2 separate regions of the Mus musculus genome follow, and region 2 is linked to region 1. A link is a contact called in public Hi-C data. All regions are on one chromosome and are shown on one strand. Each heading gives the region's core, a stretch centred on a gene start, on an enhancer-like site or on the middle of the called end of the contact. The rest is flanking DNA. Distances are from core to core; before and after follow the strand shown. Region 1 has its middle 22 kb from the start of Gprc5a. Region 2 overlaps Gm36640 (a long non-coding RNA gene).

Region 1 (5,286 bases), core at 1,757-4,256:
CCAGAGAACTGGCAGCGTGGCTTACCTGTAATCTCCTGCTGAGGCAGGAGGATTGCCATGATTTCTGAGGCCAGTCTGAACTACAGAGTAAGACTTTGTCTCAACAACAACAACAATAAAAACAAACAAAGCCACAGAAAAGCGAGTTAGGGCTGTGAAGAAGTGTGGGTATTCACAGCTCGGGTATTGATAGCTCATAAAGGCTGGCAGGCTGCACTTTCATTTGCCTGGTTGTTTTTTTTTTTTTTTTTTACTGATTGAAGACAGAATGACAGAGTTGGTGAGAACCTGAATTCAATCTCCGGATCTGCATAGTGGAGCGAGAGCAGATTCCTGAGGTAAGTCCTTCTAGACTCGCCTAGTCTTTCTCAAGAACCCAGTGGGGTTTCTTGTGAGGAAAAAAAAATTATATATATAGTCTTAGTTGGGGCTTCATTGCTGTGAAGAATGAAGAATGCTGTCACCAAGGCAACTCTGACAAAGGCAGACATGTAATTGGGGCTGGCTTATGGTTTCAGAGATTCAATCAATTATTTTTTTTTTAAAGATTTATTTTATTAATATATGTAAGTACACTGTAGCTGTCTTCAGACACTCCAGAAGAGGGAGTCAGATCTTGTTGGGGATGGTTGTGAGCCACCATGTGGTTGCTGGGATTTGAACTCTGGACCTTCGGAAGAGCAACCGGGTGCTCTTACCCACTGAGCCATCTCACCAGCCCAGATTCAATCAATTATTATCATGGCAGAGAAACATGGCAGTGTGCAGGCAGACATGGTGCTGGAGAACAAGCTGAGAGTTTTACATCTCCATCCGGAGGCAGCAGGAGATGGTCTGCCACACTGGCTGTAGCTTGAGCATAGGTGACTTCAAAGCCTACCCCCACAGCAAAACACTTCCTCCAAGGCCTTGCTTACTGCAACAGGGCCACACCTCCTAATAGTGCCACTCCCTATGGCCAAGTATTTAAACACATGATGTTCCTAGCCAGGCATGGTGGCTCTCACTTTTCTAATGCTCTGGAGGCTGAGGTAGGGAGACTACCATGATTTTAAGACCCAGCTTAGGCTACAGTGTAAGGACCCTGTGCCATGACTCCTCACTAAATGTATATTCATGTTTTAATCTCACAACACAAAAATCAACACAATGGAGCTCTGAATTCAAAAGGTGTGGATCTTCCTCTGCACCATCAAGCCAGCAGTATCACAGTGGAAGCCCGGGAAGTGACCTGTGATTTAACTCAAATCTTACACCATCTACCTGGAGACAATATCACATCCCATGGATTGAGAGAGCCCAGAATTCCAAACGGATCACCATCACTTGTTTATCAGTCTGGTCCCTGGGTGCTAGATCTGTGTTTCTAATTTCTCTGCTATAAACTGGGTGTTCTCACCCTTTCCTGTCAGGACTGACTCCCAGGAGTCGGGGAAATGTCTCTGCATTTGTTATAAAGGCTGCTGCAAAGGATACAGATGAGATCTACAGGCTAGCCATGGGAGAAGCTTCTGACCTTATGACTCTATGTGCACCATCCACCAGGGCAGGCCAAGCACGTAGCCTCCTGAAGCGTTTTGGATTGTGTCTGAGTTTGTATGGAGTTGGTGTGCCTAGCAGGACTGCAGATAGATGTGTGTGTGTATGTGTGTGTGTGTGTGTGTGAGAGAGAGAGAGAGACAGAGACAGAGACAGAGACAGAGAGAGACAGACAGAGACAGAGAGACAGACCCTGCAAGGCTTGTGTATTCCTCTCTCTCTCTGGCCCAAGATGACTTGGAATTCACCATGTAGCCCACGTTGGCTTGTGGCCATCCTGCCTCAGTCTGCTAACTGGGAATTAAGGTCATCGTGACTAGCAACTTCCGGGCTCTTAGGTCTTCCGTTCTTCGTTCTTCACTGGAAGGTATCAGATTACCTCTGGATAAGGAGACTGAAGACCTGCTACCTGCTCCTCCTTTTTGGGGATAGTGTTTAGCTCTGTATGGGGGCCTCAAACTCAAGGGGATATGCTTGCCTCTGTCTCCTGAACTCTGGGACTAAAGGTATGTCTCTTGAGACAAAGTCTCATGGAGCCTAGGGTGGCCTCCAACCCTATGAAGCTGAGGCTGGTATGGCCATTCTGCTCCCACCTCCCCTGAAGGGCATAGAATGTTCTGGGCCCATCTTGTCGTTAAGGGAGGAGCCTTGCCAGGGTTTCTTTCTTTTTTTTTTTTTCTTTTTTTTTTAAGATTTATTTATTTATTATATGTAAGTACACTGTAGCTGTCTTCAGACACACCAGAAGAGGGAGTCAGATCTCGTTACGGATGGTTGTGAGCCACCATGTGGTTGCTGGGATTTGAACTCTGGACCTTCGGAAGAGCAGTCGGGTGCTCTAACCCACTGAGCCATCTCACCAGCCCGTTGCCAGGGTTTCTATACCTATGGCTGTTGAGACACCGAGGAGGACCTGGGAATGGCACCATCTCTGTCTCTGGAGAGCTTTGGCCAAGAGATTAAATGGTCCCCCAAGTGGAAAGATGGTCACAACATTCTGAGTGCGTGCCCTTTCTGGTAACAGAAGACTGCCTCTGCAAAGTGCTGGTCTTTCCCATGGCCCGTTGTCACTTCTGTTCATTTATAAGCTCTTTGCGTCAAGGGCTAGAAGTTCCACGTTTGAGAATTACTATACGGAAGAGGACTTCAATCTCATCTCCGCCCATAGGAAAGTAGAATGCGAAGACTCAGTCCAGGCTGGCCCTTGGCCAGTGTCAGTTGATTGATGTCTGGAGGCAAAGTGCCACTCTTTGAACTAAACGGTTAATGATGAATCAATGCGCAAGCCCAGCAGCCTTCTCTCTTTTTTTTAATCACGTGTGAAATAGACTTAGGGTCCCACCTTTCCGAACCAAAGTTGCCATACCCGGCTTCTCCACTAGATGGCAGGAAGACCTCAGCGTTCAACCCTGGGGAGCCTAAATACAGCATCTCCTGGCTTAAGGCCCCATTCTGGTTGAGGGCACAAGATTGTGAGCAGGACCGAGGGAGGCGTGCCTCAGAGCTGCCCCTTCCCCTAACCTTTAAAGCCACTTCCCGTCTCCTTTGCCCTTATTTTTTTTGTGTGTGAACTTCTCCAAGGTTTCCCAGCCCGTTTGCACGCAACCTGGCATCATTACATGTAACGTCTCACGGACTGATCTTATGAATGTCATCTGGTATTTATGTGGTGAGAACATTGGCTCTCGGTCAAAACCAGAAGTACAAGCTGGCCCTGGAGATCCAGGAGCCCCCTCCGCCCTCCCACTCGCTCCGTGTTTCCTTCCGTTCTGGGCTTACTGTTGCTGAGCACTGAATGCCCTGTTGGGCTTTTTTGATTTCCTGACTACTTTCTTTTGTTGCTGCCAGGGTTTTGCATGGTCACTGATATCCCAGCCTCAGCCTCAAATGGAGCGTTGCTTCAGAAAATCCTAACTGTTTACCTCTGAGCACCGGGGAATCTGGACTTTAGCTTGTAGGTTGCTGTCTTTGTGTGTTAAACATTTTAACTAATTAATTAATCAATCAATTAATTAATCAATCAATTAATTAACTAATTAATTAATTATGTGTGGGTTCCTGTGCATGTGTGTAGAGGTCACTTCTCTCTTCCCACCACACAGGTTCTAGAGACTGAAGTCAGGCCCAGACTTGCATCTCTCCCTGCTGAGCTATTGCCTGTTTCCTTTTCTTTTCCTTCTTTTACATGAAAGGTTTTATTATATGCGTGCTTTTATCTGTGTACGTGTATCACATGTATGCCCTCAGGGAAAGAAAGGGACCGGTCCTTTAGGGGTGAATTACAACCAGTTGTAAGCTGCCTTGTGAATGCTGGGAACGGAACTCAGGTCTTCTGTGAGAATAGCCAGTGTTCTTAGCTCTTGAGCCCCCCCCCCCTCTCTCTGACAGGATCTTATATAGCTTGTGTTAGCCTCAAAGTCACTTTGTAGGCAAGGTCCTTCTACCTCCGCCTCCCAAGAAGTAGGACCACAGGTGTATATAGCACCATGTCTGGCTTGCTTTTGGAATGTGTGTGTGTGTGTGTGTGTGTGAACCTCTACCTATATGCATGTATGGAGGTCAGAAGGAGACACTGAGTGTTTCTGTTCTATCACCCTCTGCCTTATTTCTTGGAGACAGGGTCTCTCACTGTAGCTAGAGCTAGGCTAGCAAGCCCTGGCGATCTTCCCTGACAAGGCAGAGGCTACAGGTACATGTGTAACCACAATGTTTTACTTGGGTCTTGGGTATTTGAACATAAGTTCTCATGCTTGCATAGCAAGCATACTTACTTACTGAGCCAGGTGTGAGGCAGGGTTTGATGCTGTATCCCAGGCTAGCCTGGTACTACATATCCCAGGCTGGCCTTTCACTCTCAGGACTCCTGTTCCGGCCTCCCAGGTATCCCTTACAGGCCTGCATCTGCATGTCTGGCTCTAGAACCCTTTGTCTTCAGGGCAGATAATGCTTTGGCCTCCCTGGATTCTGCTGATGTTCCATAGATGGCTGGGTTTGGGTAGCAAGTCACTGGTGCCTGACCCTGCAACTCCCCAAATACCTACAGAGTTGCCCATTCCTTGGAGAGGAACATCTCTGGACCTAAAACTCTGTGGTTTAAGGAGGTCGCAGAGACTGTCTGGTTGGTGTCTCTGCAGCCTTCATTTAACAGGAAACTCAGGGAAGCACGATGGAGCAGATACAGTAAGGATTGTATCGCTGGTTCTTGGCTCTCTCTGCTGTCAATCCCTGATCAATTCTACAACTGTTTTTAAAGGGAGCATTTGGTCAAAGAAACAAAGCCTGAGTATGATCACCCATATTTTCAGGATTCCTCTGATTCTCCTTCTTCAAATCAGGAGCCCTCTCCTGGCCTCTCTCCTGGTCTTCTCGCCCTGTCTGGCATGGAAGCCGCAGGGAGGCACTGGTGGGAACTGCCTTTCTGATTTGTCCTCCATCTCCCAGCCTTGAGTCAGCTGTCAGGTGAGGGCGCTCCAGACAAGAAGAAAAGCTTTCCCTCAAGCTGCAGCCCGTGAGATGGGGGTGGGGTGGGGGTGGGGGGACGACGACACAAAGTTCCCGCAGGCCTGAAGCCTCTGTGCAGTGTAAGCCAGCGCCCAGTGCTGATTCTCTCTCTGTGGGAAGTTATGTCTCCTTTAAGGGACATTCACCTGACCTTGGAAACTTTCTTATTCGTTCGTTCGTTCGTTCGTTCGTTCGTCTGTCTGTCTATCTATCTATCTATCTATCTATCTATCTATCTATCTATCT
Region 2 (5,286 bases), core at 1,912-4,411, 210 kb after region 1:
ACCATTAGTTAATATACAAAGTGATGGGTTTCCTTGCAATACGTTTATATATGCATATCCTTATGATATAATACAAAAGTATCCTTATGATAGGATCTAAAAATTTCCTTACAATACTTTTATATATGCATATCATTGTACTGTGGTCATGTTTGATGCCCAGTACCCTCCTATCTCACTCTCCTCCTCCTGGTGTCGTCGCTGTCCTCAGACGGTCTCACCACAGCTTTTGTGCCCTGTATTTGTCAATACAGATTTTATGTAGGCCAGGAAGCAAGTGATGTTTGTCTTCCTTTTTTCCATTGCCCTCTTCCCTTTCCCCTCTTTTTCTACTTACACTTCTTCCTCCTCAAAATGCAAATCAAAATTTCCATGGGTTTGTTCATCTGTTTTCCAAGCCCTGTAGCATAAAGATGAGAGTCTCACATTCTTAAAGCTCTGTTGGGACTCTGGGAACTCAGCCCTGCTAGACTGATTCTGCGATAAATACTGACACTCATGGATCCAGAGGGGGAAGACTCTTAGACCCAGGGCACCGGTAGGTGTGACACATGGCGTAGTCTGGGGGAGGCACACCCCTGTAATTTCAGAATTGTTGAGCTTCTCTTTGCCTGGCTGGCTTTGTCTTACAAGTGTCAGGTTCTATCATCAGGAGCCATCTTTCTGGGTGACACATGGTGAGATAAGTCTACCCATTGTGGGACACATTTATATGAGTTCTGTTGTGCCTCTTAGGACAGTTGGCTTATCTGGGGAAGATGCTTATAGCAGGCTCAGTCATCTTCAACTCAGATACCAGAGACAAGAGCAAGTTCTTAGGGAGGCCAGCACGACCGTCAAAAATGAGCTGGGGCTGGTGGTTGCTCATGCCCGTAACTCCAGCACTTGGAATACGGAGGCAGGAGGATTTCTGAGAGTTTGAGGCTCAGCTGGGTTACATAGTAAGTTCCAAGGCAGCCTGACCACAGAATGAGATCTTACATCATAAAATGATCCCCCACACCTCCCACTCCTATAAGTAAGCCTAATTAAACTCACAGTTCACCAGTGATAATGATAATAATAAATTAATAAAAAAATCAGAAGACATGAAAATAGAATATGGAGTGATAGGGAAGAGGAAGGAGACTGATTATCGGGATGAGAGGAGGGTGGGAGATGACCAAAATATATTATATATACATATGTATATGTATATACACATGAAAATATATCTTAATGAAACCTCTTATCATGTATAATTAATATCCATCTTTTTTTTTGTGAGACAAGTCCTGTCAATATAACCCTGGCTGTCTTGGAATTCACTATGTAGACTAGGCTGCCCTTGAACTCACGGAGATCCCCTTGCCTCTGGAGTGCTGATATTAGAGGCGTATACCACCACACCTAGCTTAATATACGTCAACGTGAAACTCAAAACAAATGAACAGAAAACCAGACAAGCATTTCTGTTGGCATTCTGCCCTTCTTAAACACGGAGAGGCCCTTCAGACTCCAGCTTGACTGGATACACTTATCAGATCTTCAGCAAACTAGAATAAATGGTGGAGGACTTCAGAAACCATGGCAAGAAGCTAGCAGCTTCACCGTGAGGCAGGATTCAGGAGGGTTGAAAAGCACAAAGAGGAATGTAAGAGACAAAGAGAATACCCCAGATCCTCCAAACTCAGGGGCTTGTTGATTTTCTTTACCAAAGTTCAATCTTGGATATTATAAACATTTGTTCCACAAACAGAGTAGGAGCCAGCATCTTTCATGTGCATGCTCACCTGCTTATTCCACCTGTACCCTCCACCTGCACACCCCACCTGCATACTCTACCTGCATACTCCACCTACACACCCCACCTGCACACCCCACCTGCACATCCCACCTGCACTCTCCACCTGCACCCTCCACCTGCACACTCCATCTGCACACCCCACCTTCACACCCCACCTGCATATTCTACCTGCATACTCTACCTGCACGTTCCCCCAGGCCCTTGGGTACAGAGTTGTGTCCTCACAAAGGGTAATGAATTAAGCTGCCTAAACTTCGCTTAGCAAAGCAGAGAATAACACTGTATATTTAGAAAGAGTTCCATAAAAAAAAATGAAGAAGACTTAAAAGATTTGAACAGAAGATATAATCTCCATGAATTTAGAGTACGCAATAGCTCTTTCTCCACAAGCCCTAACAAACAAGGCATCAGTTACATTAGCATGACATGGTTATTAATTTTAAATCAAGAACAGTGTGCACATGTGTTATTGTCTGAAGACACAGATGTCTGCCTCACCCTTTAATTATTGCCAGCTCCTGTGTGTAGCACTATGTATTTTAGCTCAGTTAATACAGCCTGTGCTTCTTGCAGTGGGAAGACTGGGCACGGGCTTAACTGGGTTTGGTGACTGGAGGTGGCATGTTTGAGGCAGAAGGAAAGACAGAGAATGGGGAGGCACACGACCCTTTATTTTCTCTTCAGCTTCTCACAGGGCGAGCCTCATCTTGCCAGCTTCTCTCCACACCCTCCCTCCGGCTTCTCATGTGTGAAAATAAAGGTCCAAGAGGACTAGGTTTAATGGAATTAGAGAGGAGGGTGGAGCTGCCTGGGAATGTACTGAGCATTTAAAATAAAACAAAATGAAATGCCTCTTGGTTGCCAGAACAGGAAATTTCTGCCCAACTGGAAGGGCTGGTTGCTGGAACTGGAGTCCTCCAGGGGCCTTTGTGGAAGGGGCGGAGGCATGGCTGAGAGATGGTTTCTGGGGTATTCACACCTTCTACAGACAGGCTGGGGACTGAGTCAGGTACCAGGGGGCTCAGGGCAGTGAGCTCCGTCTGACTCATGCCAGGGATGAGGTCAGAACGTGGCCACCTTCCGGCAGGCACAAGAGGTCAATTGAACAGAACAGCTGACACAGAACCCAAATCAACCCAGAGCCAGCACCTCGCCTCGCTGGCGTAAGACTTTCAGTTATGTAAGATGGACAGACGGACCGATGGACAAGTAGACAACTTCGTTACTCTCCTCTTACAGATAACAAGACATGGTTTTGATATTGCTAGCTATTTTTTATTTATCTTTTGAATGCATAATTAAAACACAACTACCCACCCTGACCTGGAACCTCTCCCATAGTCAGATCCAAGGTGATTAATCAGATGCTAAAATTGGGAGAAACGCTGCATCATACCTGCATTCCTTTGCCCATTGAGTGTCAACATTCTCCATCAACTGAACATAAATATTTACTTATTTTCTTAGTGAAGGATTGGCTATTTTCCCGTTCTTCCTTTATTTCCCCTTAATAAGGAAGGACATATGCAGAAGCTTACAGCTGGACAGGCTTTTCCTCGAGGAGGCAGCCGTCCAGTTATAAGGAAGACGGACACGACTTCCTCAGGATCCCCTCCAGGCACGGGCTCTGTTCCCTGGCTCTGAGCACTCCTTGGTGGCGAGTCTGGAGCTGGCTCTAGGTACTGTGGCGTTGGAGGACTGAGATGGTGGAAAGGGGACAGTGGCTTTACCTTCTCCTACCTAGCCTTGTGCCTGTAAACCCGGTCTTGAGGGTGGGGGCGGGGAGGAGTCGGACAGATCCCTAGAGCTTGCGGAGCAGCCTTTGCTGCTTGCCTGTTTATGGGTCCACGGACTCCCACCCACGCATGCGCAATATACCATGCGCACACTCCGGCTAAGGCAGAAAAAGGAGAAGTCCGTCACATGGCTGGGCGGAGGAGCCTCATCCTGTCAGGGATTTAGTCCAGTGTCAGCATGTATAGCGAGAAGGCTGCTCTTCCAAACCCATGAGTGAAGTTTGGATAACTTTTCCCTCTGAATTTCAGCAAGAACTGCCTTTTAAAATTGTATTTATTTATTGGCGTTATTATTTGGACCCCTAAGACAGGGTCTGACTAGGTAGCCAGGCTGGCCTTGAATTCAACCACAATCCTCCTGTTTCATATTAGGAGTGCTGGGGTTGCTGGCGTAGGGCATGGAAGCAGTTGGATGGAGGAGAACCGGAAGAGGCTGGGGGAAGGAAGGGGAAAGTAAAATAAGTAGTTTATGTAAATTAAAAAAATGTATAAAACTAAATTTTAAAAATTTTAAATTAAAAAAATAGAATACGATTATTTTGTAGGGCTGGAGAGATGGCTCAGTGGATAAGAGCAACTCACTGCTCTTCCAAAGGTCCTGAGTTCAATTCCCAGCAACCACATGGTGGCTCACAGTCATCTGTAAAGGGATCTGATGCCCTCTTTTGGTGTGTCTGGAAACAGCTACAGTGTACTCATATAAATAAAATAAATCTTTAAAAAAAGATGTATTCTGTAGAAATGGAAATAAGAATGCTTCTCTTCTTTTCTGGAACTGTCTTTTTACTGAGCACTTGAAGTTAAATTCATTTCAGTTAGATTCGAAGCATGTAAGATGCTAGCCTGAAGCTTGCTTGAACATGTAGTTGTTTAGAAACAGAGAGAAAAGCCGTTACTGTCTGAGGAAATCTGGAAGGCTTCACTATGGAGGTGTCATTTGAATTGATGCAGGCTGGGGGTGTACTTTTTTTTCTGTTTAATTCATCAATTAGTTACTTGAGAGACAGGGTCTCACTGTGGAGCCCCGGCTGGTCTGGTCTGAAATTCATCGTGTGGACTAGGCTGAGAACAAACTCAGAGATCTGCTAGCCTCTGCTTCCCCTGTGCTGGGATTAAAAGTGTATGGCACTACACCTTGCAGGCTGAGCTTTCTAAACACAGGGAGCAGCCGGCAGACTTATTCAGGGAGTGATCTGGAGTTTGTGTTGGCTTGGAGGATGAAGGTAGTGGAAGCCATGCTGGACTTGAAGCACATCACACGGCTGGCACAGAGAAGAGAGATCGGGACCGCTGCCCAACCTCCCTTCTTTGAACCACTCCCTTCTCTCCCCTTCTAACTACTTCCTGAAATGGCCAGATGTGCTCTCTTCAAAAGTGCCTTGCTGGCTTCCATGTCTGTTTTCTAGCCAAAGACAAGGGCAGGCTTCTGTTTCCCGAGCCTCTTCCCACTGAAGCATCAGCAAGGAACCTGGAGACGTGGAATCCCGCCTAATCTCTCCATGGACGTGGGTTACACAGTCTTGTATTTCGGCTCAGTAGTGAGTTCGTGGTTTGGCTGTTCCCAGAAACCCTTGCATGGGGATTGGAAATAGTGGTGACATTCCATTTTTTTATTTTGTCATCCAGTGTGAAGTGGACACACTAAGGGAACATGGAAATGCAGTCTTCAAGGTCCCAGAAAGAGGGAAAGAGAATTTCATGGTT

The links. Hi-C and Micro-C count contacts between places; a contact is called where the count stands out from the background.
Region 2: a Hi-C map of the N1E-115 cell line shows a contact between it and region 1, with 5 times the contacts expected there. The contact joins two enhancer-like sites. A contact is called at or near these places in 1 of 15 datasets of contacts at CTCF or cohesin (the NIH/3T3 cell line) and 2 of 484 Hi-C or Micro-C datasets (the N1E-115 cell line and cortical neurons).

The regions. Positions count from the first base shown.
Region 1 is chr6:135,085,000-135,090,285 of GRCm38.p6, forward strand. No RefSeq gene overlaps it. Among named protein-coding and RNA genes, the nearest start is that of Gprc5a, 22 kb to the left of the region's middle. Within about 2 kb of position 3,007, at least 105 of the 459 cell types and tissues checked have an H3K27ac peak or open chromatin away from gene starts, as enhancers often do. A contact at or near this core is called in the N1E-115 cell line and cortical neurons, where this site is marked.
Region 2 is chr6:135,292,895-135,298,180 of GRCm38.p6, forward strand. The region is part of intron 3 of Gm36640 (a long non-coding RNA gene); the gene reads left to right. Among named protein-coding and RNA genes, the nearest start is that of Pbp2, 15 kb to the right of the region's middle. Within about 2 kb of position 3,162, at least 142 of the 459 cell types and tissues checked have an H3K27ac peak or open chromatin away from gene starts, as enhancers often do. A contact at or near this core is called in the N1E-115 cell line and cortical neurons, where this site is marked.